Regions from separate parts of the Mus musculus genome. Here regions 2, 3, 4, 5, 6 and 7 are each linked to region 1. A link is a contact called in public Hi-C data. All regions are on one chromosome and are shown on one strand. Each heading gives the region's core, a stretch centred on a gene start, on an enhancer-like site or on the middle of the called end of the contact. The rest is flanking DNA. Distances are from core to core; before and after follow the strand shown.

Region 1 (4,022 bases), core at 1,011-3,510:
TCAGTCAAGATCATCAGAGTTTAATATGTAGGCATGTAGTAGCCAAACTCGTATGAATATTCAGTCTCTTGTTAATTTATAAAGAATTAGGACTTAAAAAGGATGCAATCTCACCACGCTATTAGGTTAAGCTCTCCTACAACAAACCAGAAAAAAATGTATTGTAAATTAGGCCATTTTGGAATCCGTGCAATTTAAATGGTTGAGTTATTTTATGTTAGGAAAGTGACTGCACAATATTCATTAGCTAATTTTCATGATGTTTTGTTGTTGTTGTTGTTGTTTTTTTAACACATTGGGCCAAATTACACTTTCAGAGATGCTGACAGAATTTTAATTAACATAATAGGTCTAAATTCAGTTCTTTCTATGGTTGCTTCATTTTGATTCAGGGAGGTGTTGAGCATTATAATTTTCCTTTTTGTAAGGAAGGAAAGCCAGTTTCTGCAGGCTGAATCATGCGCTCACAACCTGCATGAGAATAAGCCCAACACAGGTGTGAGTTTTACCAACGTGAAGTCTAAGCCCTAACAGAGTGGCCGATGGCAGTAAATTATAGCCCCACCTCTCCCTGTATGAAGTACCTCGGCCCCACTCTCTCCCCTGCCCTTACCTGTCTTTTTGTCATCGCTGTTGTCTTATAGAAGTTTACAAGCCTGGAAAAGACAAATATTCGGGTACATTAAACGAATTTGTAAAACATGTACTTTATGAAATATTGTAAGATACATCACATTGTATTGTGTGTATTTCCATTGCAGGTTGTCCCTCCAAAGCATTGCAGAGGCTGACATTGTCACCAGCCCCCAAGGGAAGAAAGCAATAGCATTCATAAAAAAGGGGTCCCAGTGAACTCAGAGTTTATATGCATATGCTTTCTGCTGAAAGCATTGCAGTAATATGAACAACATGTTTTGACCATCTCCTGTCTGAGCCATTTTCCTGTCTGCCAGCTTCCAGGATCATGTGTGATTGTGTAGCAGCACAAAAACCAAATTCTAAGGTGCCTGCAACATCTTACAGCTATTACCTCTGGTCGTGTGGATTTGTGGTTTAAGAAAAAAAAAATATTAGCAGGAGCAAGGGGACACTCAGTACTTAACATAAGCAGCTGTTAATTATAAAACCACAGTCATTTGTATTTTACTAAAAATGTTGATATGACTCTCAAAGAATTTTAAGAAAGCCATTAAATCCCTTTCATCTCTGCATCTGATTTCTACACTTGCCACTTCCTTCTCCCTAAATAATCCCTACTCTCCCTTTTGAGTCCTATTAAGGATCATAAAAACCAATAAAATATCTTTTTGGAGAAAGCCAAAATGTATTTGAGAGAATTAGGGTTGATTAGGGAGATGCTATACTAGATATTATCGCAAATTAGTTCTGTTAAATATGGAGAGGTTGAGCGTTCTGTACATCTCTCTGCAATAAAATACATGGACACGTGTGTGCTCACACATGAGATCCACTGACACAGAGAGCTGCTGGCACCGATCCTTACATGTTTAATCACAGCCCTGCTGTAACAGAAAGAACAGGTTGGTCAAGGATGGGAGGATTTTCTGTAGAAGCTGGAGACATCAATGCACTGTAAGATATTATTTCTTGTCTTCAAGTCTGTCTTTTATTTTGTTTACACAACAAAGTTATTATGCTAATTATGTAGTAATATGCCGCCCCTGAGGACATTCCACGTTGATAGCATCTACTTTAGGATGCAGATTGGGAGCCAATATGTGATTATTGCTATTTCAAAATGATTTGATCACTGCAACAATTTTTCATTCAGAGGGAGTTCTCTGGCTGTACAGCCTTGGTATGGATTTAACAGCACAGTGCAGAAAAAATAATCAGGAGAGTTTGGGGGATTTTTAAAAATGTTCTTCTCAAAGAATATCAATAAATAATATTTTGGAATAGTGAGTCAAGACTAAGCTGTGTATGTGTGTGTGTTTGTACTCTTTCACATGTGCACGATGGAGTGCGGTTGAAAACTCATGTTAATATGTATACAACCTCACTAGGGGGAGCTCTTGGCTGGCTGTTCAGTAGCCTGACCATTGTCTGTAGGAGACAATTTTTCTTTGTTTGAAAATTTACAAGTCATCAATGAAAATGCCACAAATACAGTAGAAGTTTAGGGGGTGGTCACACCACTGGGTTTCAAATCGGGATTTAGGTGAGGAAGGGAAGTCAGTTTCTTCCGTGCTCCCTTTCCCCAGCCATTCTATAACTGCATCCCATCATTTGACAGGTTTCAGAGCTGCTGCAAGTATCTCTCTTTGCCATAGGGCTTTCTGCAGTCTGCTCCTTCTGGGAGTCTCTCCACTGATACTTGGCAATAACAATGAAGATTTTGCAAAGGCCAGGTACTCAGATCAATTAACTAAGCAATGCTCCAAATGTGATCATAGTACCGAACATTATAGTGTTGCTTTAAAACTGGGAACTTTGTGATTAGAGATGCAGACGATCCAAAGAATTTTGGGGTGGGGTGTTAATCAACCGAAGAAATACAAATATTTGTAAAATTTTCTTAAGACAATTACTTTTGGAAGCAAAGCAAAATATGCCAGCCCTAAGGGAACAGTGTGACTGGCTTGGGCAATTCTCATTTTATTATCCTTACTCTGAAAACTCCAATCTCTCCCTCTCCCTCTCCTTCTCCCCCTCCCCCACCTCTCTCTCTCTCTCTCTCTCTCTCTCTCTCTCTCTCTCTCTCTCTCTCTCTCTCTCTCTCTTGTGTGTGTGTGTGTGTGTGTGTGTATCTTTTTAAATCAGAGGAAAAAGAAATAAAGCCAAGTGCCTCTTTCCCTACCATGTTCCTTTCCTTTTTTCTCTACTCTAATGACATTTGGCAGGCTCGGCTGTGTAATGCTCGACTGGTTTTATTGTTGTCTGTTCCCAGTGGGGAATAGTTGACACTGCTCTCTGTTTTCAATTGATATCCATTTTCAACAATATTGCTTTCTATTAGATTCCTGCACAGTTTGTGCCAAGCAAACTGAATATTTACTGGGCTGACCTCAAACCCTTCAAATCAACAAACACTAGAATAAGCAAAAGTATGCATTTTAAAGATCAAATGTTTCTGAATGCTCTTTACAAAATTATTATTTTTAAATGCACCTTGAACTGCAGATTAAATAATATTATGGTATTGCCTCTGTTAGCCCATTTTATTTATTTACTTTCACATGTTAAGTAATGGTATTAAATGTTAAAACACAGTTGTATATATTACTTAGTGAAGGATAATAACAATTCAATAATTTCGTATTTAGCAGACTCCCCTTTTAAGCAATCAAGCATTTTTGGCCCATTACCTTTTAGTGTACACATAGTTTGTAATATCATATTGCATAGGACAACTGAGTTCGACAAAGCAGAAGATGGACAACCACTCCAAGCTTCTTTAGTGCCGGGAGGTTCTGAGTTAGAATTGGAAAGCAAATCCTTTAACCATTGAAAGCCAAATAGCCACTGAATGACATGAATATTTCTAACATCTTTGCTTCACTGTGCTAACCAAAGTTGTCAGAATCTTAATCATACATGCTACCCATCTATTACAGTGCACCAGGCTATAGGGGACAGGTAGGAAATAGACAGCCTTTAATTTTGGAGAAAATCAAGAAAAGGATTAGAAAAGAAAGGGATTTCATATTTTTGAGAAACACCTCGAAACTATTGTCATTTAGCCAAATATGCCTAGTTTCTCTAAAAAACAAAAAGAAAAACAAAAACCAAAGCTTACTGTTCCACCCTTCGGCTGAAGCGGACTATAATCGGATATGTCTACATAAAAGCCTTTGGTAAGTTAAGGTAGCTATTGGCTATTCAAGCAAATAATCACAGGCAGTGACAACAGAAGTACAGAAAGTGCTAACAAGTATTGTGGTGTCTAAAAGATGCTCCATAGATTTGGCTCCCTGGGACCCATGTAAAGGTAGTGTGCACTTGTAACCCCAGCTCTGGGAGAAAGGAGATTGGAAGACTGTGGGATTTTGCTAGCCAGC
Region 2 (4,022 bases), core at 618-3,117, 910 kb before region 1:
GACCTGTCAACTGACAAGCGATGGTTTCTCGTGGGGAATGAGGCATCTGGTTCTGCTCTACCAGAGACAATGAAATGGCCTGATAGAAACAAGCAATAGATATTTTAAAAGATATTTATCTAAAGCATCTAAAAAGGGGATTTCAGAGCGGAGGGAGAAATGGAATGTGCTTACTTTCTATGAGGCAGTGTCATGAAAATATCAGCTTTGTCAAACAGGTACAGTGGCTGATGCCTGCAATCCCAGCCCAAGGTGGGTAGAGGCAGGAAGATTGTCATGAGTTTAAGGCCAACCTCTGCTACGGTATAGGACCCTGTCTGAAAGTGTATAATCTGGCTGGAGAGCTAGCTCAGCAGTTAAGATCTTACAGGGCCCGAGGCTTCTATCCCCAGGACCCACATAGTAGTTCCCAACCACACCTAACTCCAGTTCCAGGGATCTTATACCCTCTTCTGACCTTAGGCACCAGGCACACATCTGTGTGGTGCAAAGGCACATGTCAGCAAAACACATAGAATTAAATACATCTTTAAAAATACATTAACAATCAAACAAAAAACAAAAGCTGAACCACTTTTGTCATTCCAGTGCAATGAAGTCATTAGATGCTGGAGGATTGTCCAGTAACCTTAATCTGTGATGTGCTGGGCTTATAAAGGACTTGACAGTGAGCTATTTGGATAGCCGCTTGCGGGAATTGTGTGGCTATCTCCAGGAACCCCGAGCTTTATATTAATTGCATGAAGAGCAAGTCAGCATCCTTGTGACGGTCTGACACTTGGCTCGCAGTCAGCAGGCCTGGATGCTCTAGTCAGCCTTCCCATAGATTGTGTGGAAGTCACTTAAAATGCATACTTTCTTTTAATAATAATAATAATTAGAAATAATAAATTATTTGTGGATTCCTGACTATGTGTCTGAATGGCATTGCTGAATCTATATGCCTTATTTTATTTTGTTCATGGCAATCTCAAAACTTAGATAATATTATCTTTATTATTATTATTTTCTTCATTTTACAGGGGAGAAAAATGAGAGCTCAAATACTTTCCAGGAGCATCACTTTTCATGAAAGGAGCTGAATTCAATCATAAGCCAGTGTGGTTTCAGAACTTTTATATTTGATTCATAAGTTAAAGGAAAGTTTAAGGGCTGTCTTTAGCAGTTATTAGTATGAAGAGCTCTGAGCCTCTACCGTTTATGCCAGAAACATATTTACTGAGAGCAAAATCTCAAAACAAAGCAAATCCCCAAAGATTTTGGGGTTTATGAAAAATAAAGTTGGGTCAGTGGGATGTCTCAGTGGGTAAGGGAGGTGCATTTACTGTTAGGTCTCATGATCTGAGTTTGACCACTGGGACCCACGCAGTAGGAGAGAAGATTCCACAAATTGTTCTCTGACCTCCGCAGGCTATGACATACCTCCTAACACCGTGAAAATAAATGTAATAAAAATGCGAAGAAAAAGTTTAAGACTAATGAATTAACTATATAAAATATTGTTAATTTATTATCTGTAACTTTAATTATCTGCATATCCTGGCCAGAACTATTTGTATATACAATGCTGTTTTATGGTGGATGGCCTGCAGGGGGCAGCAACAGCTCACAGTTGTCTCATCAGCCTTCGCATACTGTCTTCCTGTTTCCCTTATGATAGCTATAAAAGCTATAACCCATTTCAGTTATCCATGTGCCCCACGGTGTGATTTTCTCTAACATTTTATATTGTCCGGGTTTTATATTCCTTGTGTGGGTGAAGGGCCATGAGCAGTAAATTATTTAATTAAACAGAAAGTGTACCGAGCCACAGCTGACCAACTCAGCTACAATCTGGGCCCAGATCCAGTGCTTTGAGTCAGTCTACCCCAACATCTACACCATCTGCGAGCCGCCGGAGCACGTGAAAGGGCCGGTCCTGCAGAACCAGAGCTGCAGGATCACCATGACTCTGGCAGGTTCTCCAATAGGGGCCAGCAATGGTCCAGTATGTCTGGTGCTTCAGAAACCAGAAACCGTGAACCAAAGACTCATTGCAATGAATATTTGCAAGTACAGCCATCTTGGCTAGTGTGTGTGTGTGTGTGTGTGTGTGTGTGTGTGTGTGTGTGTGTGTGTGTGTGTATTATGACACCCACAGTTTCCAGTGTCACAATGAACAAATATTCCATACAGAGATAGAAAAGAGAGCAACGGAGCAGTGAGCAAATGGTGGAGAGGGTGCAGAACTAGAAATGTTATGGTGGTAATAGAAGTGAGAGAGGCCTGCGGTGGACGGTGGGGGTGGGGGCGGGGCGGGGGGGGGAGACACATGTAGTTGCCAAGTAGGGACGATAGGGGATAGGGCGGTGTGTAGCAGCCTGGAGCTTGCACTCCAATTTAGCCCCTCCCCCTGCCCCCTCCACAGGCTCCCCAGCTGCACAGTTGCCATGGTTCTGAGCAACAGCAGGGTGTCCAAGAGGAAGAACAGATCAATTTTTGGAATGAACCTGCTTGAAAGACCTCTCTTGAAAGACCTCTATGGTCTGTGCTGTCCCCCAAGGCCACTTTGGTATTCACGGTCCACTGCTTCAGACTGTGTTGAAGCCCGAGGTTCATGTGGATGTCTGTGATCTTACAGCAGCTGGGAGCCATGTTGATGTCCCTGGCCCAAGGTACCATTGAATGCCGCACAGATGTACTGGGTCTGAGCTGCCTCCTGAGGCCACGCTGATGTCTGTCTGGGTCCCTGTTCCTGCTTCAGCCAGGGTCTGTGTTGGTGCCTATGGCTAGTGTTACCACCAAAGGTCATGTGGATGTCCATAGTCTGTGCTGCAACCTGAAGCCATGTTGATGATGTCTGTGATGGTTTGTATATGCTTGGCTCAGGGAGTGGCACTATTAGGAGGTGTGGCCTTGTTGGAGAAGGTGTGTCACTGTGGGCTTTCAGACCCTTGTATCTTCTTGTATACCAGTCTTCTCCTGTCTGCCTTTGGATGCAACTGTAGAACTCTCAGCAATAAACTCTTCCACATTCCTACTAAGATGGCCCACTAAGCCCCACTTAAAGCATCCCACTGCTTTTCAAAATCCACATTTTTCTGAGTAAAGTATGGTCAGGCTTATCACAGAAATACCCCACTCCTGGTACCAACTTATGTCTTAGCGTTTTACTGCTGTAAACAGACACCATGACCAAGGCAACTCTTATAAGAACAACATTTAACTGGGGCTGGCTTACAGGTTCAGAGATTCAGTCCATTATCATCAACGTGGGAGCATTGCAGTGCCCAGGCAGGCATGGCACAGCAGGATCTGAGAGTTCTACCATCTCTATCCAAAGGCAGACAGGAGAAGACTGACTTCCAGGCTACCTTGAGGGTCTTAAAGCTCATACCCACAGTGACACACCTACTCCAACAAGGTCACACCCACTCTAACAAGGCTAAAACTACTCCAACAAGCCCATACCTCCTAATAGTGTCACTCCCTGGGCCAAGCATATACAAACCATCACAATGTCTCTGAGCCCTGCTGCCACTGAGAGCCATATTTATTCGAGTGACCTGCGCTGCCACCTGAGGCTATGGTGATGTCCTGGTCTGTGCTGCCATCGATGACCATGTCTGGGTCTGCCTTCCTACTGCAGCAGAAGGCAGTACTGATGTCTATGGTCTGTATTGCCACTGGAGAAGATGCTGAAGTCCATCATGTGCTAATGCCAGAGACCATGTGGATGTCTTGTGGTCCATGCTGTATCCAGAAACCATGTCTGAGTCTATGATCTGGGCTCCTGCTGATTGTGAAGGGCAAGAAAGCTATGGCTGCCATGGTATTGATGATGGCAGACTCACAGTTGAGAAAGAGTGACATAGAAGGCTTCTGTGACAACCTTTACCCACCCCCCCATCCCCAAGTAGTAAAAACCTAGAGAGAAATCTACCAAAGAGAACTCCTAAAATTGTGATAAGGATACTGAAGTGAAGCTCTCCACAGCTGATGCCTTCTGGGGGGGTGGGGGGGATGAGGGCAGGGAAGGACTC
Region 3 (4,022 bases), core at 1,133-3,632, 870 kb after region 1:
GCTCTGTGAGGTACAGAGAGAGAGAGAGTAGCCAATCAGATGAGGAACATGCAAATGAGGTGTAGTGCATAACCAATCCGGGTGTGAGACACGCCTCTCCTAGGCCTATATAAGCAGCACCAGTTCTGGGCTCGGGGTCTCTTCGCCTCTACAATCAAGCTCTCCCAATAAACGTGTGCAGAAGGATCCTGTTGCAGCATCGTTACTGCTGGCCAGTCCAGTGCGCGCAAGAGAAGTCATCATTTTACTCTCATAAATAGGCCCATGATTTATGTCCATTTTACTGCTAGCTGCCTACCTATTCCTGAGAATAAGCAGGACACAGGACAGGCTTTGGACATTGGACACAGTTGCATGGCAATAAAAGAACAAAAAATCATCTGCCTCAGCTGATCCCCACTGTCATTCACAACGGATTTAAGCAAGCAGAGTGATTAAGTCATTTAATGGATTTCCTATGTGGTTCCCTCATTGATATCCAGGCTCAGTACGATCAAAAGCTTTGAGAGGAAGAACATTTCCTTTAATATTGGACACAACTCCAATAGAAAACCGCTTAGAATTTTCTAATCTGTAGGTCATCTCTTTTGTACTTAGTTAGTGTATAGTCTCTAAGCTTCCATTTCCTCTTTTATTGTCCTTTCTCACATTTTCCCAAATTCTTGAGTTATGATCACACACACACACACACACACACACACACACACACAGACACACTATGGTTAGAGTAGATGTGTCTTCAAAAGATTCAGTTCTATCTTCATGATGAAAACTCCAGGAACTATTTGCATTATGTTGCTATGCCCAGGAAAACTTCTAGAGTCTAAGAAAAACTATGGATTTTTTGTTTACAAGATTCCAATTTCCCACAAATAAGGACCTATTCAAGAGCCATGTTGTTGTGAACTTTTGCCCCTCACAAGTAGAATCATGTCAGAGCTCCCAGTTTGTGCTCATTTGATTACTCAAATAGACTCTGCTTTCTGTCCAAGTATTAAATTTACCAATGGTACTTAATGGTGCTATTTAATATTTAATACTTAATGTTTAATAGAGGTCAACAATAAAATTGTAACCATGTACAATGTGAAAGACAAAGAATTATGCAAATCCCCTTTCCTTCATGAGGTGATTTCCCATGGGACAGAATGAGGACAAACAGGTCCTCCTTTAGCATCAAGACACTAAGATAGTGAGTACATTTGGAGTGAAAAATTTCAAATTGAGTATAATTAAAGAGATACTTCAAATATCACCTCATTCAAGACAAGGTATAAACAAACGCATAGATCACGTGACCTTAGAGCTCTCGGGATGCTTGAAAATCTTCACAAGGCTTTTGTGTATGTCTCAGACTTATGAAGTGGAAGGTATGACATGCATAGAAAACAGAATTGGAAAAATGGCAGAGTTAGGTCTACAGGCAAAGTTTTCTCTTGTTGACTCTCCTGTTTTCTGTCCATCCTCAACGTTCTCTATGGAGAAATGTAGGACAAAAAGTGATTGTAGGAAAAAATAATACTGTTGAGGAAGAAAGGAGAGTGAGAGGAATTCCTGGTTTGATAGCAGACCAATGATTCAGTAAACACAACTGAGTCCACCCACTGAAGAGTTAAAATGACTTATTTGTCTTATTTACTTACCTTGGCATCAGATGCAACAAGACTTCAAGGCAGCAACCTGGGGCAAAAAGAAATCAATAACTAGAAATAGCTATGCCATGGTACTAGTTTCAAAGGGCAATCATTTCATTTTTCTTTGATATTTCATGGTCTTTGTCACCGTAAATTAATACAGAAGAGATCAAAGTCCAATTGAACTTTACTAAGCATTTGAAAACTATTATTATTATTATTATTATTATTATTATTATTATTATTAAAGTCACTAGCAGCCTTCTATGTTTCTTGCATTTCACCAATTGTGTCCAAAGGTCTGAAAGTGCATCCCCCAAGAATTACTTTTTTTTTTTTTTTTTTTTTTTTTAACTTAGGTAGAACTGTTGGACGGATTTGCCTGGTCTTGATTAGATTAGATTTAGCCTTATCAGCTAGGTCATTCTATTTAACTCCTTACTCTTACAATAAAAGGATGACCACTTCCCATCAGTGCCTGCTCACAATCATTTATCCTTAATATGCCTGGAAGAAACAGAGAAATGAAAGAAGACACTTTCTCATTCATGATTCTTAAAATAAAAAAAAAAAAAGAAAAAAAAAAAAAAGCATTCTCCTGCCCTCTCCCTGGTCTCCTGATATTGCACGCATGGCTTGCTCTCAGCCTGCTCCCAGACAAGCTAGGGCAGGCCCTATAATATGATTCAAATTGCAATCTCATGTCTTGCGTTCCCCAAACACTTCATCTCCCCTGCAACCTGGAACTTTCATTCTGGTCCCCAATTAGACTAATATCTCTGCCCAGCTCCGATTGGGGGTGATGGATAGGCTGGGAGGGGGGAGGGAGACGGGGCGATTTTTTCAGCTCCTCTGCATTCCCACAGGCACGCAGCATTTGACAGATTGGGCAGAACTGCCACGAAAGAGTCTGACACAGATGGTGTAATTAGAAAATGCGAAGTGCGAGTGTGAAATTTATCTTTGATCAGCACCTCCTTGCCAGACTGTCATCTATGTTAATATGATGATGGCTTCTTGGAGATGGATAGAAGGATATAGCAGCCTTGAAGAGGAAATGGAGGCTGTTCACCCCATCGAAAAGATATTCTATTTGCTTCTGAAATCCAATCAATTTCACCAGGCCAAAATGCAATTGTACTTATTTAATTCACATGGAAAAAATAAGCCTAACCAGATTCACACACTTTATTAAGTCTGTAATCAATATGGAAAATCTGAGCATTAGTTAGAAGGGGAGACATGTTAATTTTTAATAGAGCAATAAATAAAAGAAATACAGTCTCTGACGATAGGAGCTGTTGAAGACAATTCACATCTGTCCTTATCAAGTTTCTATGAAAAATGAATACAGGGAACTCACTACACTCCATAGTGTTAAAACTCCAAACCCTGCCAGAAAATGTTATTTTCCACAGTTCCTGCATTCTGTTTCAAAATAACACCTGTGATTTGTGTTCAATCCAAAACATAGCAGCCTTATTTTTCTTGATGTTTTCTATTTTAAACTAATCTTTCTACACCTAGCAATTAATAAAGAACATATTAGCCAGGACTTAGTCAAATTATTTCCTCTTCATATTGTCTTCCTGAAGTTTTAGGATGTTTTCCACAAATGGGACCAAGCCTCACCACCACCCATTTCTCCTTAAGGTTTTCTGTCTAGTAACAATAATCTTTCTGTGGATGGCTTCAAAGGTTCAGGCTTTACAAGCAACCGTGATAGACTACATTTTACTATAATCTGCTCAAATGTTCACATTGATGGTGCTAATTTTGAGCAAGGTAAATTAGCATAATTAATGACCAGCCAAATTTGGGGGTAATACAGTATGTAATTAACATTAGAGAGTTCTGTTGTGCCACCTGCCCCCACATCTCATTGTTACAGGGATCGAACTGTACAGGAGGAGATTTTCCCCTTTGCTGCACTGAGCAGAAAGCAGCTTTCTTCATCAGAATAAGCCATTAGCTGTAATGGCTTGTAGGTGTAATGGAATGTGCGCGAAACATCTGTGCTGAGAGCAGGGGAGAAATTGCTGCATGCAGTCGTAGGCCTTTGGGGAGCTTGATTAAGGGTTGCTTCAGAGAACTGGAGATCTGGCTTGGGATGTAAGAGGGGAAAAAAAGTAAATAAATAAATAAGAAAGGGGAAAGGAAGAGAGAAGAAAGGAAAATAATGCTAATAGATTTATGGATGCACTGCAGGGAGAACAAAGGATTTTTAATTCTTTCCTTCCTTTATTGCTCTTGTATTGCATCTGCTCTCTGCTGGGCTCTCACTTATTGAAGTGATCTGGAAAAAATGTAGCTCTAAATGCAGGTTAGGGGGGAGGAGCTTAGCTGTAGAAATAGACAGAATAGCGTGATCCATCCCCTCCCCCTGTT
Region 4 (4,022 bases), core at 651-3,150, 730 kb after region 1:
TTTTTTATATGGACTTTTAACATATTTGAAGTGAGATTCATTTTCTTAAGTTCCTTGAACCTCAACCATCCAAATCCTTTTCTCTAACTTTTCAAATTAATTTTGAATAACTATCAGCACAAGTAATATAAAAGAGGTATTTCCATTGGTGTAAGTACTCCATGATGTAAGCTATGTTTCTCACTGTCTCTTATAGTGTCATCTATAATATGCATACTCACTTAATATGGAATAAATGATGTAAGTCAAGAGTCAAAGAAGGGCCCTCTTCCAGAATCTCAAGTGACCATTGTTCACACAAATCAGGAAGAGGAAACTGCTGAAGAAACAAGGAAAGAAAATGATCTAGTTTCAGAAGATGAGACTGGAGTTGGCAGGGAGATGGGAGGGCAGGGAGATGCCAGGTGGTCACCTAGCAACTGCCAAGAGACTCATTATGTCACAGTCTCATCATTAATTTACTAAGTACTTACAAGTTGCTAATGTGCAATGAGTACACTCTTCTCACCATCTGGGGAAGAATGCTGGAATAACAGTTAACAATACACTGTAGGTCAGTGAGGCTGAGTTTAAACCCCAGCCTTATCTGTTGCTTTGTGTGACCAGTTTCAACTTATTACATCACTTCAAACCTCTATGTGCCCACCTGGAAAAGGGATATAGCAACGATAGCTACTTACTTGTATAAACAGAGTCTTTTTTTATTGTGGATTTATCTTTAAAAGTGTGTCAATCTAAGCATCTGTCATTCATTTTCCAGAAAGCCTTATAGCCCATATGTGTCTGATATAAATACTAGATACATGCATACATGCATACATACATGAATACATGCATACATGCATACATGCATACATACATGCATGCATACAAGCTGCAGAATGAGGTAGTTCTCACCTGTTCAGCACTTGGAGGCTGAGGCAAGATGTTTGCCCCAAAGAAGAGGCTAGCCTTTTCTCAAAAATTACACATACCCACATACACATAAATGGTTTGTTTATTTATTTTAAAAACAAAGATGGTTCAATAAAATTAAAATAAACTCCCAGAATACGTAAAGTTTACAAGTTTTCCCTTCAAGAATCAGGAAGTCCTTTGCAAGGATTCTGCTTGTTTACAAAGAGCTGTTTTCTGAAACTGACAAGTTATAGTCGACGCATTGTCTGCTATAGAATGGAGGGAATATAATTTTTTTCCTTGTACCTGATATTATAGATTCATCAATGATCTAGCAATCTAGTGGAAAGCGGCCTACAAATGTCTTAGGAAGAAGAAATATGTGGCCATTTCTGCCTGTGGCATTCAAGAGTTATGATTTTTGAAGGTTTCTGTCTTAGGGACTAGAAAGACTAAAGATTTGGACTCATGTCTCATTCCACAGTACACACACATAAATAAATCCATCTCTGCCTGCCTGGCAGATCTGGTAACCGCCTAGCTCCCTGCCTAGTTGGTGGTTAGCTCATGATCTGAGAAAATAATCTTACTGGAGCTAAAACAAAAACCCACCTCTCCATTTTCTGCTCTTTTGTTTTAATTGTTTTCATTCTGAATTTTAAAGTTTCTTTTTTTTTTCTTTTTCTCTCTTTCATTAACTTTCTCTGTGAAGTCCCTGTACTTTTGGTCATTATTTGTGGAGTCTCACAAAGACCCTGTGTAACACGGCCCCATGTCACTTCACACAGAACATTTCCCTGTGCTCTTGCCGCTTCCTGTCCTCCCAAGCAGGCCTGGCTATGAGCCCAGACACAGGTACATGTGGCACACTGGCTCTCTGCCTCTTCCTTTTATGACCCAGCTGATCATTTAATGTGTTGAGGGTCAAAGTGCTCAAGACACACTATGGAACACAAAAACCTATTCTGTGGTAAGTAACCCCAATGAACCTACACATACCGAACAGGACAGTGTCTAATGTCTGCAGGGCCCTGGTGTTTATGCTGAAAGAGACTTTTCAGATCTCTCCCATCTACCTCACTTGGCAAACAAAGAAGCTGAACTCTAAGGAAAGGAAGGGCCTGACAGGGGTTGTAGATAAGGGTTATTTATGCCCTTTAAATGTAAATTTGGGGCTTAAAATACCAATTTGAGACAAAACAGACTTTTTAAAAGGACAGGGAACAAGAAGAAATCAGGAAAATTCAGACGCTGAAGACTTAGATCAGGAAGATATTAGGAATACATTGTGCTGGGATTGGAAGAAGCTTAGGAAACAAGAGCGCAGTGTATTGAGAGAGAAAATTCATTAGAGAAGAATACTAAGCTGGAGATAGCAGTTCAGGAAAGGGAACTGAGATCAGAAACTGTGTAGAGAGAACTTCAGAAAGCCAGGATAAAGGAAATTTCTAGGAATAAGCAAGAGAAAGCACAAGAGGGAAAGTCAGTGATAAAGATGGCTTCCATGGAATGAAGTCGAGCAAAATATTGGAAATGGTTGATCTTTCCTTAAGTCAGTCAGAGGAATTCAAAGCAGGACATTACTTCCTGCAGAATTGGTGGAGAGTTGGCCTTAATCTCACTCCTTTACCCAAATGAGATTACTATAGATTTATGGTCCTGAATCCTGCAAGCCATGTGAAACCCATGTCTCCACACTCCAGGATAAAGAAATTTTACATCCTAAAGAATTGGCTAAGCATATTCCAAAGATGATGCTTGTCAACTGGACTGTTTGTGAATGTTGGTTGGTAAAGATCATGTCTGTCTGTTGGACTGTTTGTAACGTTGGTTGGTTTGTTTGTTTTGCTGTGTTTCCATTACTTCTGGTTATTTGGAATTGGCAGTTTTTATGAGACATTTGAGATTCAATTGTTCTGGATGGGCCTGGTGCTGTTCTTGTGAACTAATCCACTAATGAATAAAAGAGCCAATCACTGGGCTAGTAGGCGGGACTTCCGGGTTGGATGGAGGAAGAGAGGAAGCAGGAGCCAGTCAGGTCTCTTTTTGGACAGCTTGAGGGTAAGATGTAACTGCTAGAGTTTCCCAGTATCACGGCAGATCCGAAAGGATTCACCACCGAAGGAATCAGATTTTTTTTTTATTAGATATTTTCGGGTTTTTGTTTTGTTTTGTTTTGTTTTGTTTTTGTTTTTTGAGACAGGGTTTCTCTGTGTAGCCCTGGCTGTCCTGGAACTCACTCTGTAGACCAGGCTGGCCTCGAACTCAGAGATCCACTTGCCTCTGCCTCCCAAGTGCTGGGATTAAAGGCGTGCGCCATCATGCTAGCTAGATAGTTTCTTTATTTACATTTTAAATGCTATCCCGAAAGTTCCCTATACCCTCCCCACGCCCTGCTCCCCTACCCACCCACCCCCACTTCTTGGCTCTGGCATTCCCCTGTACTGGGGCATATAAAGTTTGCAAGACCTAGGGGGCTTTCTTCCCAATGATGGCCGACTAGGCCATCTTCTGCTACACAGGCAGCTAGAGACATGAGCTCTAGGGGTACTGGTTAGTTCATATTGTTGTTCCACCTATAGGGTTGCAGACCCCTTCTGCTCTGAATCAGATTTTAATAAGGCCTACAAGATGAGGTTTTAGTTGTTGCATCCAGAGATTGAATTCCCATTATTTCTGAACTTAGTTTGTGTTGCGTTTTCCTTCACACTACAGCTCGTCTGGGTTCAAGAGAGAAAGGTATGGCTGCAGATGTGCACCCCCCAAAAAAATGAGGCATTGGGACTGGAGTGTAAAGACCTGAGAGTGGGAACTTAGCGAGCTAGGTGGAGAGATTATGGAGTTCTGAGTCAGAGCCTCCACAAGATAAAAACAAGTTGGCCATTGCCAGCCAGTGCATGGTAGGCCAGGCTGCTGTGGCAGAGGCACAAGTGGGAGAGCGTGACAGATCAATTTTTAAAAAAAAATATTTCCCGCAACTATCAATCATGTTGACTAGTGCTCACTTTAGAAAAGGCCACAGAGTGAAAACAAAAGTAAAGATGGGTGGTCCAAATCTACTTCTAAACAAAAGTAAGGATGGGTGGTCCAAATCTACTTCTCATGATAACTAGTGGCCATGGCAA
Region 5 (4,022 bases), core at 1,057-3,556, 710 kb after region 1:
CATCCCTGCTTTATCTTGCTACCAGCTCCACTGTTTAAACTGTGCCTGCCAGCAATCTGATGATGGAATAGAAATGGCCTTTCTTGGGTTAAAACAGAAGTTCTGCTCTGCATTTTAAATATCTGCTTATCTCAATGCCAGGGTAGATATGTTTCTAGCCTAGTGGTGCATTATGCATAACTAAAATTGAATAGGACATTTCAAATCAGAAGGCTTCACACAAAGCAGGTGCTTAACAAAAGGTGTGGCGGACAAATGAAAAATAGCACCTAATTCACCCTCTAAATCAGAACCTAGTGCTAATGCATTTTAAACTTATAGACATTGAATCTTTAAGCAATTTATGCTGTCTTATCAGATTAACAATGAGCCAAGCAGCATTCTCCTTAAGAATGTGAAACAGAATAGTGACAGCATTATTTAAACAAAGGGGGGAAAACATCATTTGATCATTTGTTTTGTTGCTTCAGACATCATAGCTACTGATTCTATAAAAACAAAGAACCTATGAATCAATGAGGCACGGCATCCTTTCATTAATGACTTAACCCTTTCTATTATAGGTAAATCAGACAAACAGACAAAAAATAGTGATAAGTCGAGTAATTTGGACCACAGACTATGATGATTAAAAACCTCCAAATCTATTTCTTACAATAGATTTTGTTTTAAGAGCCCAAATAGACTAAATGATATACCAAGCCTTTCATCTTCCTTCTGCCAATTCTTTCTCTGCTGTCTTCCCATCCCTACTAAAGAAATCTCTGCTGATCTTTTCATGCAAGATGCAGCTATGTGCTCCTTCTTGCATAAACATTTGCAATTCACTAAGGAGGATGTACGATGCACCTTGCATGCTTATCAAGCGCCGTGAGAACTTTATAGATTACTGCCTGCCTCAGGATTCTGGTTCCCTGGTGCTTATGCATAAGCAATGGATTTATGCAAACACTGTAACATTTCCAAACAGACTGTGACATGAGTTGTTCCTAGTTCATATAAGGTTCAGATACACAGCCTATTTTACGTTAGTGCTAGATCAAGTCATCTCATGGAGTTTAAATGTATCATTTCAACTTATAATGTTGTCAGTATAAAATGTCATAATGTGGTACTCAATTTGAACAGTAAAATGGATACTAATCTCAGGCTTCCGCACATTGCTGTGGTGGAACTGAACAATGGGAAGCAGCCTCTGTCTGTCTGGCAGTCGCTGCATCCAGTATCTGTGCATATGTGGGAAACCTCTTGTTATATACAGTCTACTTATTCCCTGTGATCTAGAGGGCTTATAAAGCCCCGGCGGTATAATACGCATTATGACTGAAATTGGATAATATGTGTAGTGGGGGGGGCTTACCAAGAACAACATCATTGAATTATAATGATAACATGCCTATTTACATAATGATAATGCACATATTAACTGCCAAACATGTTTGCTTTGCATTAGTGTTTATAGAAGGGCATAGGGAATTTAAAAATTATGAAAGGGTGTTTTTCTAGTTTCCATTAGTATAGTAGAGAGATTATTGAAGAAAGAAAATGGAAAAAAACTCATACTTCTGTGAGTGACATTAATGAAGCCTGCTCTTTGTTTGATTCGTGTGTTTTATGAGTTCAAGCAGGCATGTACAAAATGCACCCTGCTCTTTGATTTATTTTTCCTAATTCTGGGACATGCTGTCCCCTTAAAACAAGTAAAAACTCTTGCGTGGATTTGTTTTATTTATTTTTTTGGCAGCCAGCATCAAAAATGAAACACGAACAAATCATCCCTGTTGCTAGCATGTCCTCCTCACAAACCGTTTCTTGAGGAAGCCTCCATTGGAATCTCTTACCCTGAGATGGGAAAAGCTACATATCCCAAACTGTGAATTTTATTTGTATGTCGACAAAAAGCCAAAAGTTGGGAGATGTTATTTTGTGAGCTGTCATATGTTTCCTGAACTTTTTAGAATAGAAGGGAGCCATGGCAGGGCCCTTTCCCTCGCTCCTGTAACAAAGGCATGTCCCAGTTTATTTAAAAAAAAAAAAAATCATACACAACAATGCTGCTTGCCAGGTTTCAGAGTCCTAATGAAAATTTGGTCCAGAGCACAAAAATTTTCTGGAAAAATGCCTGAAATTTCCCTGTCGCAGATGTTTCGACAGAAGGTGCTTGCATGCCATTCGTTAATACTGCGCCATACGGGACTCAGTGTGGCCACCGCAATATAACCAGTAAGTAACACACGCAGCGTGCACACAGCTCCGCCAAAGTCCCCGTCTGTTGTGTGGGACTCGTATCCCATGGATTGAGACGTACCTTGATGAAACTGCATTGTCATGGAATGATAATATTTGCAGATCACCATGCACAGAAGCACACTATGGAGAACGTGGGAGGTCCGTTGGCTTCAGCGCACTTTTTGGCAGAGGAACTGACGAGCTGAGCTTGCATTTGATTCTTAGTGTTTGTGGTCCTCTTCGCCTCCCCCGCCCCTCATCTGCCAAACTACAGGAATAACTCTGTGCATAGAAAATTGCTTACCGGAGAATTTTTTTTGGGGGGGGGGGTGGTGGTGATATAAATAAAAGGTCACTTGGAAGTTGTTCATAGGTGTGGAAGGCACATATAGTCTGCTTTTGTTTGTTAATGAGTTCCAAAAATAGAGAAGTGACTTCCTGTCCATTCTCTTTGAAGAATTCCTTTATAGTGGAGGAAGCCCATCAACTTCAGAGACACATCTCTAGTCCTGCTCACTCACATAGATTTTCCTGAGAATCTAGAGAATTCTTGCTGGATAAGACTATCTGCAACAGAGCTTTCACTCATTTTGAGCAGCAGACTCGCTGCTATGAATATTCCATAGACAAACATGGCTGCTGTGTCATAGAAATGATTACCTGTAATGTTTGCCACTTAGAGAGAGGACACTGTCAGAAGGTGTGGAAGACTCATCCTCCAGCAGGACTTGGCAACCCCCAGTTGCAGAAGAGATGCATACACAGTCAGTATTGTTTTGGTCATTTAAGGAATTACAATATACCAAGGTTTATGTAGCTTCATATTAGTGCTTTTACTTTCTCCAATATCTCAGAAAGCCTTAGAAACCAAGAGTGACCAAAGCACTTGCTAATTTATCATGGCCTTTAAAACAATGCTGGGATTAAGATACTTCCTTTATTTTATAATTGTTTCGTGGGAAAGATGTTTACAAATAATTTCTTTCAAGATTGTCTTTCTCTTTATATATTTTACTACTACATGTTAATTCCATTGGCTAATAGGTCTCATCTTTGAGTAATTGGAAATGCATATATAACTGCTTTGTTTATTTTAACAAACTGAAATTAGTGTCTTCATAAATGAGAAAGATTTAGTAGTCAACTGAAGTTATTAAGATGCCTTAGATTTTTTCTTCTTTTAACAGAGATTTTGATAATAACACTAAGGTTTTGTTTCTTTTTTCCAAAACAGACTGAGAAAAGGAATTATTCTTCCAGTCACTTTTCTTAAATAGAAGAAAATATTGCTTATTGTTAGTGATTAAAATGGTTCTTTCCTTATTGTGTTCATAATATAAAAATACTTTCTATATATTATCTCTCATAATCTTTCCAACAATATATGAATACCTTTCTCAATTATCAGTAAAAATCTGAGGCTCCATATTACTAAGAAACTTGTCTAGAAGAATACATTTGATTTATTTTATGTAGTTCTTTGATGTAGGCTCTCTAACTCAAATTTTGGGCTCCTTTTATTGCCATATACAGTGATTCAAGTAAACTCCAAAATTAATTAATATAAAGCATAACCAATCAGCAGCTCTTGAACACAAAATCAGTGATTCTCCTGAGTCTTCTCAAATGACATTATAAAAATTTAGTGTCATTAACTTTTGGGGAACATTGGATGTTGTTGTCTGAACTATCTAGAACATTAATATAATATATAGAAGTACATTTATAAAACATTGATTATTTTTATAAAGTACATTTATAAAAACTGTTCACTAAATTATTTCACTATTATA
Region 6 (4,022 bases), core at 905-3,404, 650 kb after region 1:
GATGTATTCTGTGAGACAAAAGTAGCTATATTTTTCTCTTACTTCTTAACCCAGACCACATAAATACTCTCAGGTTCAAATCATATCCTTCAAGAAATAGGCACTCAGTGAATGATTGCCTGGATGGTTTACTGTGTCATTTACTGTATGAGAGCTTAGAAACTATCAAGACAGATGTTTCTTCCCAGAACTTACATAATGAGAGAGGCTATTTTAATATATAACATCCCAGTAAACTATTATACAGAACAAAAGTGAGGTTATCAATCACTTGAACTCAATCCAACCTACCTATAACCCCTACATGGTCTTAAACATATTGAAATAGAAACTCTTAAAATTTGTAACATGAAGGTATCTAAATTATTATCATGGAAACAGTAAAGTTAAAATTTAACAGTAGCTATAGATAGGAGTATACAGTTTTATTTTTAGCCACTTAAATTAATTTATTTTCAATACCAATGCCATCTCTTGCTCACTAAAATAGAATCCATTGATTTTGATCCATGGCTTAACAAGATGCCTGGTAACAGGAATAATCCAGCGGAAAAATGAAAAAAAAATGTAAAAAAAATGTATTAATTTCATAGTTAGAGAAAGTGAATTTATTTGTGTTGCTGGTAATAGGGAGAATCAGGGACGTTAGAAATAGGTGTTCAGAAAGCTGCCTTGTGAGAGTTGCATGCTGTTGTGACTAAAGAGAAAAGGGACTGTGAGTGTCTAAAGCATGAGCCAAAGAGAAAGCATTGAACACAAACAGGTCTGCAGAGGTTATCAGAAAACATCAGTACAACCAGTGTTAGAATGCAGATAGAAAATCCTAAGAAGAACATAATTAACCCTAAACCACCACATCCAGGCTTGGGAATCACAACTCCAGAAGTCATGATTAACACAGAGAAATGACAAATTCAACCTGGGATGGAAGATATGGGGTGGGCCTCATGCTCCAGAGGAAGCTCTGGGTTCTTTCCTCTCTCACAGTCCCCTTTCTACTTCCACACACCCCAGACACACACATATACGCACACACTACACAATCTTTCATCTAGATTTAATATGTGAGCGAAAGAACAATGTCTGTCTTGCTGATTGTGGCTTGTTGTAATTAACACAATAAATTTAATTTTCTTGCAAGTGTTATGATTTCATTTTATCTTTGAGTGAATAATTTTTTTTTTACTTTTTATAAGATTGAGACTGTAATACAAGTATACAATGTGATTTTACACGCCCTTCACTGTTTCCTTCCATCATTTTTCCTTCCCAATTTTATGTCTCTGTCTGTCTGTGTCTCTCTGTATGTCTGTTTCTCTGTCAGTCTGTCTGTCTGTTTGGTCTGTCTATCTTACCTCTCTTCTCTCTCTCTCTCTCTCTCTCTCTCTCTCTCTCTCTCTCTCTCTCTCTCCCTCTCTCTCTCTCTCTCTCACACACATACACACACACACACACACACACACACACACACACACACATATTCCACATGGAGTCCACCTAGTGTGTCCAGTGTATGCACAGGTATAGGAGCATCTACTGGAGTGTGGGCAGTCTTGCAGGGATCTATCACATTCTTGAAGAAAACCGACTCTCTTCCTACAGCCATCAGTTTCCAATAGTTGTTCATATGGGGGTAGAATTTACCAACCATCCTCTCACTCGATGCTAGGATTTATGTCTGGCTTGACGGTGGGCAGGATTTGTGCATGCAGTCACAGCAAATGTCAGGCCATATGTGCAACTACCCGGTTGTCCAGTAGCTGACCAATCTGTTTCACTTTCATTTGCTTCTTAAGAATTCAAAATAAAACTCTGGTATAAAATTTAAGGAACTGGATTCTAGCACAGCCAAAATATTTAGCTGTGTCACCCACCACTTCTGGCTTTTACAATCTTTCTGACCCTTGTTTGGCAATGATTCTTGAGCCTTGGCAAGAGGATATGTATATTCCATTGAGGAATGAGCACTCTACAATATTTTTTGTGTGTTGGCCAGTTATAAATCTCTATGTGTATTTTCTTCTATTGATAAACATCTAGGCTGCTTTCATTCCATAGCTATTGTGAAGATGAAGCAATAAAGATAAATGTATACATATCTGAGTACTAGACCAACTTATAAGTCCCTCAGCAGATCACCAGGAATAGATGAGTTATATAGTAATTCTAATTTTAGGTTTTGAGGAAATGCCGTATTGGTTTTAGTTGCTGCACTGTACAGGAATAATTTCTCTACTTCTTTAACACTATTTCTTGTGTTTCTCAATGACAACTATTCATATTAGAGTAAGATAGAATCTTAAAACAGTTTTTAAATTGTATTATTCTGAAGTCTAAGAATATTTTCTAACATTTCCTCAAATACTTACTAGTCATTTTTATTTATTATTTTGAGAACTGTCTCTATAACTCATTTGTCCATTTATTATTTAGAAGACATCTTAATGGAGATGAAAGGAAAGAAAAAAGGAAAGAGTAACAGTATACATGGGACACGAAAGCAGAAGAAACTATGGTTTAGTGGAACCAATGAGACCAGCAAGAGAGAAAGAGGGGGGATGGGCAGGACAATGGGAGAGAAAAATTAATAAGAAGAATGTATACTGCCATATATGAGTGCAAATAATAATGTAACCTATCATCTTGTATGGTAACTTAAAAAGTAATATAAGGAACTATATGACTTTTTACTGTCTCAACTCTGTTACACAGAGATGGGACAGACAGAATCAGAGACAGACACAGAGAACACATTCTTATGGAGCATGGTCCCTGTAACTTCAACAAATAGACCCTGAAAACATTCTAAGATTTGTCTCATTATGGCAAAAATATTTTTTAAAAATTAGATCATAGTAACATTTGTCCAACTGGAGCTAGTATTCCCAAATGGAACTTCTATGTAAAACGGTTTGCTTCTTAACCCACCTTGTGTATCATGGTACATTCCCATCAGCCACTATGCCCTAGACACAGCACAGCAGGATGTCTGAGGAGCAGTGCATGAATATATACCAGCACTTTGCATGTCTGCTGGGATTGCTGAAATTCAAACTCAGTAACTGTCACACTGTGGCAGTAAAAAGGACCTGCGTTTTGAAGCTGGACAGAATGATCATTCTTTGGTAATTGACTGTGTCACCTTGATCCAGCCATTCAGCCTGAGACACATGGACAATGGAAAATACATTTGCTAATGGCTTTTAAGTGTCTGGCTCATGTAGCTGACCAATGTGTGTCACCTTCATTTGCTTCGTAAGAATTCAAAATAAAACTCTGGAATAAAATTTAAAGAACTGGATTCTAGCACAGCCAAAATGTTTCTTTTTCTTCAATAAAATATCTGAGAACTGAACAAGAAGCAATTCTTCTCTCTCGAGGTTGAATAGATTATTAAACCCTGCCAACTTTCTTCTTTCTTGTTGTCTTCTGCCTGCATACCAATAAGGCTCATATATCCCAGTGGTACTTCAGACTCAGCATGTCCAAAATAAAACAGTATCTTCCAACCAAGGACATCTTAATGAATTCTCCATGACCATTAATGACACCAATAGTCTCCCAGTTCTCTACGGTATCCAAGTATTCTCAACATAGACTCTCTGTCTCTCTGTCTTTCTGTCTCTCTCTCTCTTGCTCGCTCTCTCTCTCTCTCTCTCCCGTGAGTGAGTGAGTGAGAGAGAGAGAGTGTGTGTGTGTGTGTGTGTGTGTGTGTGTGTGTGTGTGTGTGTGTGCTGGTAGATAGAGAAGGATCCCTTATTATAAACCTCCAGGGGACATAGGAAAAATAGAGGACTTTGACATTGCTATCATGAACAGAAGGTGTTATAAAATTTAGTGGCTAGAGATCAGAGATGCTGAAGCATCTTAAATGCTTGGAAGCCTTGTACATTGCACATCAGGATCCCTAAGATGATACCAGTGTCCCCAGTAAGAAATGTGTTTAGAATCTGCATCTTCAAACAGCATATGCCTTCTCCTACATTCTAGCCTGCCTCTACTGTACCATCTAGGATCTGTTG
Region 7 (4,022 bases), core at 727-3,226, 610 kb after region 1:
AGAGAAAGCACACTTGTGAATTCACTATGATTTTATGGAACATGCTTCATTTAGGGGAACAATGTCTTTGAGTGAGTCTTCTCCTTAAATTATGCAGCTAAATACAATGATAATTAATATCAGTGAAAGCAGATAATTTTAATTTAACTATCTTTTAGGAAATATATTCTCTCCTAGTTTTAATAATTAATGTTTACCAGGTAAACACACATTTTCAAATGCGTGTGATAAACACAGCACAACAATGTTCATGATCCTTTTCCTAAACGAGTCTGTCTTATATTTCAAGATCTTGGTTTTGCCAGATGGCGTTGAGATCACTAATACGGCAGCCAGGAGTTTCCGCACAGGCAGAAACATAGCCATCAGAAGTGGGTGTTAACAGAGTGAGAATTATACTTTTTGTGCTTGAGAATTTTGGGTTCTTAATGAGACACAAATGTTCTATATATACTGGAACATGACATGACAGTCTTTGAAATAAATATAAGTTAAGTTAAATGCATGCCTGCCACAAATCCTATTCTCAGTATTAATAAAAATAATAGTTTTTAAACTGGAAAACATTAAGAACAAAACCTAACATATGGTAGAAGCATGCACCTATTATCTGACACATTTTTCATTTGATTCAGGTTGAAGTTACCAAATATTTTGATAGAGCAGACACTGCTTAATGTTGTAATTAAGATGTAGGCTCTAGAATCATAAGGGGCTAGATTTGACTACTAATTAACCCTGTTCTTTCCAGGCGACTTCTTTCTGTACAGTGGTGTGTGTTGGAGGGCATATCAGTAATTAACATAGTTTTTGAAATAATAAAGTAAGATATAGACTGTGAAGTGCTTAGCACAGTATGCAGCCCAGAGTTAGGATACAGAAGACAGTACATTTGTACACTGATTCAATTGGATTGACTGTGTCTCATATTTTCTAGAATATATTTTTTCCTATCAGGCTATCTAAACATGAAATTTTCTCTATGCTTGTAAATACATTTATTTCTTTTTTACTTGTTCAGTAAATGGTCTTAGATTCCTTATTAGAACGTACATTGAGGCAAACAAGCTAAGCAAAATGTGTATTTCCATGGAATTTATAGTCACTATGGGGAATAGGTAAGGAACAACAAAACTAACACAACTCTATTCGTTTTTTTCTATTTAGCAATAGAGCATTGGTCCAAGTTTTTAAGTCTTCTAGAAGATAAGCTGGGAGTGTTTGTCTTGTCTTGGGATAAGAGAGGCGGTAGTTATCGGTAGTTAAGAATCAAGGAAGTAATCTCTCATTCTGGAGCACTCTAAAAAATGAGAGAGAGAGAGAGAGAGAGAGAGAGAGAGAGAGAGAGAGAGAGAGAATTTATATTATCAATGCTCCGCTTATAATTGAAACCATTAAGCAGATGAAGGATCAACTCTTCATAGGTCAGAACTGCGCGGGTTCTCTAAGATCTGTGAAATGTGGGCAGTGATAAGCAAATCTATTCTTTTATCTTCCTTCATTTCCCAGCAAGTCAAGATAATCTCTGTATTTGAAATCATAAGGGAAATAAGAAAGGACTCTTCAAAGAGAGCCTTCTGTGGTGTGGGTGCAGCGACGGAGGGGCTTCATGCGGCCGTTCTATGTCTGAAAACTTGGAGTGAGAGGGGTACAAAGCCTTTCTGGAGTTCTTGGCCTCTGAGCTGAGGTCGAGGCTCTTCCTATGCCTCAGGTGTTCTGGTCAAATGATGCCAAATAAAAGCAACCAGAAGGAAAGCAAAAGTTTTCTTCCTGGCTCTCTGTAGTGAATTACAAAACTGGCATTCTCTCCTCCCATTCTTAAAACTCGAAGGGTGGTACAGGCAGCGATGCTGACAGTGTGCCTTCGCAGATGCCACCATATGGGTCTCGAAAAACTAGTTGCACTGATGATTCCCTGCACATGTAGGAGACAGTTTGCATTGTTGGCATCGTCCCCACACAGAAACATGCACAGCTTAGCGAGGCTGAGCAGATGGCACGAGATCTGGTGCCAGGGAAGCAGTGAATTAAAGGTTATACCCACCAGGTTTGATGCGGTGCCAGTTTGAATTGGTACAGAAGCTTCGGCCCACCTGCTTATTGGCCTCATGACATCTGGCATCTTTTTATTTATTTTTTTTTTAATTTGGATTGAATTAAAGGCAGCGAGGAAAAAAATGTCATTTTAAAAGCCAGCTACAAGTCAATAGATTTAAACTCTTAACCAAAAATGGGACGGGGAGGGGTACTACGGGCTCTCCACATTAATGTTTTATATTAATGATTCTTATAAAACCTTGGGGGAAATTATACACCGATGTGTTGACTTGTGTTGCAATTTATAGCATCGTACAGTGGAGAGGGTGGGCTGTTAAAAACTGGCTCAAAGTTGCTAAATAGTAACAACAGCAAAGGGCTATTATCTGCAGCCTGTACATTGTAATTAGGAAACAGGCGAGTGAGGAAATACATTTGCTTCTGTTTGCTCTAATGATTTTCACATTGTAATAATTAGAAAACACTGTGGCAGGTCATTTAAAAGCACACTCTGAAAAGGTGTTTTGCACCTTTAGTTTGCTCTGATAAAGTCTTTTTTTTTTTCTTTTTCGTTCTTTTTTCTTCTTCTTCTTCTTCTTTTTTTTTTTTTGTAGTAGTGTATTGAGTTCTGCTGTATTTCAGCTGTAATCCCACTTGCTCTACACATATTCATATAATGTGTACACAAACATGCAACATACCCAGCCCCAGGGTAGCAGTGTGTGCATACTGAAGCCTGTTTGTGTATCTCCTCCATTTGGGATTTCCCTGCCTGCACCCTGGGTGTGAAACAACAGCAAGCAGCAGAGATGAATTGCTTAGGTGATTAGCTTTGCAACCAAGTCTTAGCATTCAAACTTTGCAAGCCTGGCTTATAGAACAACCACAGTTTAAGTTTGCAAGTTGGCTTTTAAAGATTTTATTTTTTATTTTTGGTGCCAAGCCCTACAAGAAGTCATTAAAGAAATATTCTAAATATCTCAGGTAGCCTCAACGTTTTGTCACATATTTCTGACATGAATCATGTTGACCATCCCCCACCCACATTTGCTTGATATTTGTTGTCTGTTTAATAGAAGCATAGCTGCTAACATTTTGTGCTAGTTAGAAGGGGGGGGGGGTAAACAACAGTTTAGAAGGGTTTCTAAACTTTGTTCAATGAAAAAAATAAGAGAAATATATAGATAACTTCAATGTAAACAACAACAAAGGAGATTGAGAAACCAGTAATGCATTTTTGTATTAAAGTCGCTCTGATGTTTACAGACAGGGATAGTGAAGAATCGGCAAAGCCTGAACAGTCCTCACAATGTATAGAAGGAACAAGAAACGGTAAGAGTCTGACGGGGCGACTCCATCCTGTCCCTTTGTTTCTGATGTGATCTGGGAAACTACTCTGTTTTGGATTCTTTAACTGTGTAACTGAACAACTTTTTAATATGAAAAATATTATTAATTTATAATGACAAAATTAAAGCACTTTAAAACAACTTTAAAATATTAAAATGTTATCAATTATAAATGTTAAAATATTAATTAGCATCTTATTCTGAGTTGGAGGAGCTAAAACTATGTTATTTTTTTCAAGAAAAAAATAACTATTTCCAAAATAAAAGAAATTATCATAAAAATAGTAAAGAAAAAATGTAAGACAGAAAAGTAGAGATGATAGTGTTACAGAGCCTTTTATCATTACCTAAATCCTTGATTTTCTCTCTTAAATGCAAGGAGGAAATATATCTCAATTTATGGGATGGAATTTAAAGGTTAAACCTTAGCTAACATTGCAGCATCCGAGCAGTGTAATGGGTCAGAATAGAACATCTCACTGCCACACTTCCCTGGGGTTTGAGCTCCTTACAGCTTCTCTGCTCATGTAACCAACTCATTTATATTTGATACTTCTTCATAACTCTATTAGACTGGAATTTCTTTCACGAGCTTCTAAGGTGTTTGGAATAAGACTCCTTCATTATTGCTGTCCA

Evidence for each region. A called contact is a pair of places that touch in the nucleus more often than the background predicts.
Region 2: a contact with region 1 is called in a Hi-C map of cerebral cortex, with 5 times the contacts expected there. The contact joins two enhancer-like sites. A contact is called at or near these places in 7 of 484 Hi-C or Micro-C datasets (the N1E-115 cell line, cerebral cortex, embryonic fibroblasts and 3 more).
Region 3: a contact with region 1 is called in a Hi-C map of cerebellar granule neurons, with 2.1 times the contacts expected there. The contact joins two enhancer-like sites. A contact is called at or near these places in 2 of 484 Hi-C or Micro-C datasets (cerebellar granule neurons and cerebellum) and 2 of 115 datasets of contacts at active chromatin or transcription factors (embryonic forebrain and forebrain).
Region 4: a Hi-C map of the N1E-115 cell line shows a contact between it and region 1, with 6 times the contacts expected there. The contact joins two enhancer-like sites. A contact is called at or near these places in 2 of 39 promoter capture datasets (cranial neural crest and stem cell-derived epiblast-like cells), 3 of 484 Hi-C or Micro-C datasets (the N1E-115 cell line, cerebellar granule neurons and cerebellum) and 1 of 115 datasets of contacts at active chromatin or transcription factors (cardiomyocytes).
Region 5: a Hi-C map of cerebellum shows a contact between it and region 1, with 4 times the contacts expected there. The contact joins two enhancer-like sites. A contact is called at or near these places in 7 of 484 Hi-C or Micro-C datasets (the 3T3-L1 cell line, cerebellar granule neurons, cerebellum and 3 more) and 1 of 115 datasets of contacts at active chromatin or transcription factors (embryonic limb bud).
Region 6: a Hi-C map of cerebellar granule neurons shows a contact between it and region 1, with 2.0 times the contacts expected there. The contact joins two enhancer-like sites. A contact is called at or near these places in 3 of 484 Hi-C or Micro-C datasets (cerebellar granule neurons, cerebral cortex and cortical neurons).
Region 7: a contact with region 1 is called in a Hi-C map of cerebellum, with 2.8 times the contacts expected there. The contact joins two enhancer-like sites. A contact is called at or near these places in 1 of 39 promoter capture datasets (hippocampal neurons), 1 of 15 datasets of contacts at CTCF or cohesin (pro-B cells), 8 of 484 Hi-C or Micro-C datasets (cerebellar granule neurons, cerebellum, cerebral cortex and 3 more) and 1 of 115 datasets of contacts at active chromatin or transcription factors (embryonic forebrain).

The regions. Positions count from the first base shown.
Region 1 is chr4:12,536,756-12,540,777 of GRCm38.p6, forward strand. No RefSeq gene overlaps it. Among named protein-coding and RNA genes, the nearest start is that of Gm46846, 360 kb to the left of the region's middle. Within about 2 kb of position 2,261, at least 32 of the 459 cell types and tissues checked have an H3K27ac peak or open chromatin away from gene starts, as enhancers often do. A contact at or near this core is called in cerebellar granule neurons, cerebellum and cerebral cortex, where this site is marked.
Region 2 is chr4:11,626,589-11,630,610 of GRCm38.p6, forward strand. No RefSeq gene overlaps it. Among named protein-coding and RNA genes, the nearest start is that of Gm11832, 14 kb to the left of the region's middle. Within about 2 kb of position 1,868, at least 40 of the 459 cell types and tissues checked have an H3K27ac peak or open chromatin away from gene starts, as enhancers often do. A contact at or near this core is called in cerebral cortex, where this site is marked.
Region 3 is chr4:13,405,974-13,409,995 of GRCm38.p6, forward strand. No RefSeq gene overlaps it. Among named protein-coding and RNA genes, the nearest start is that of Gm46881, 110 kb to the right of the region's middle. Within about 2 kb of position 2,383, at least 27 of the 459 cell types and tissues checked have an H3K27ac peak or open chromatin away from gene starts, as enhancers often do. A contact at or near this core is called in cerebellar granule neurons, where this site is marked.
Region 4 is chr4:13,266,186-13,270,207 of GRCm38.p6, forward strand. No RefSeq gene overlaps it. Among named protein-coding and RNA genes, the nearest start is that of Gm46880, 14 kb to the right of the region's middle. Within about 2 kb of position 1,901, at least 9 of the 459 cell types and tissues checked have an H3K27ac peak or open chromatin away from gene starts, as enhancers often do.
Region 5 is chr4:13,246,410-13,250,431 of GRCm38.p6, forward strand. No RefSeq gene overlaps it. Among named protein-coding and RNA genes, the nearest start is that of Gm46880, 34 kb to the right of the region's middle. Within about 2 kb of position 2,307, at least 18 of the 459 cell types and tissues checked have an H3K27ac peak or open chromatin away from gene starts, as enhancers often do. A contact at or near this core is called in cerebellum, where this site is marked.
Region 6 is chr4:13,190,612-13,194,633 of GRCm38.p6, forward strand. No RefSeq gene overlaps it. Among named protein-coding and RNA genes, the nearest start is that of Gm46847, 84 kb to the left of the region's middle. Within about 2 kb of position 2,155, at least 4 of the 459 cell types and tissues checked have an H3K27ac peak or open chromatin away from gene starts, as enhancers often do. A contact at or near this core is called in cerebellar granule neurons, where this site is marked.
Region 7 is chr4:13,145,080-13,149,101 of GRCm38.p6, forward strand. No RefSeq gene overlaps it. Among named protein-coding and RNA genes, the nearest start is that of Gm46847, 38 kb to the left of the region's middle. Within about 2 kb of position 1,977, at least 20 of the 459 cell types and tissues checked have an H3K27ac peak or open chromatin away from gene starts, as enhancers often do. A contact at or near this core is called in cerebellum, where this site is marked.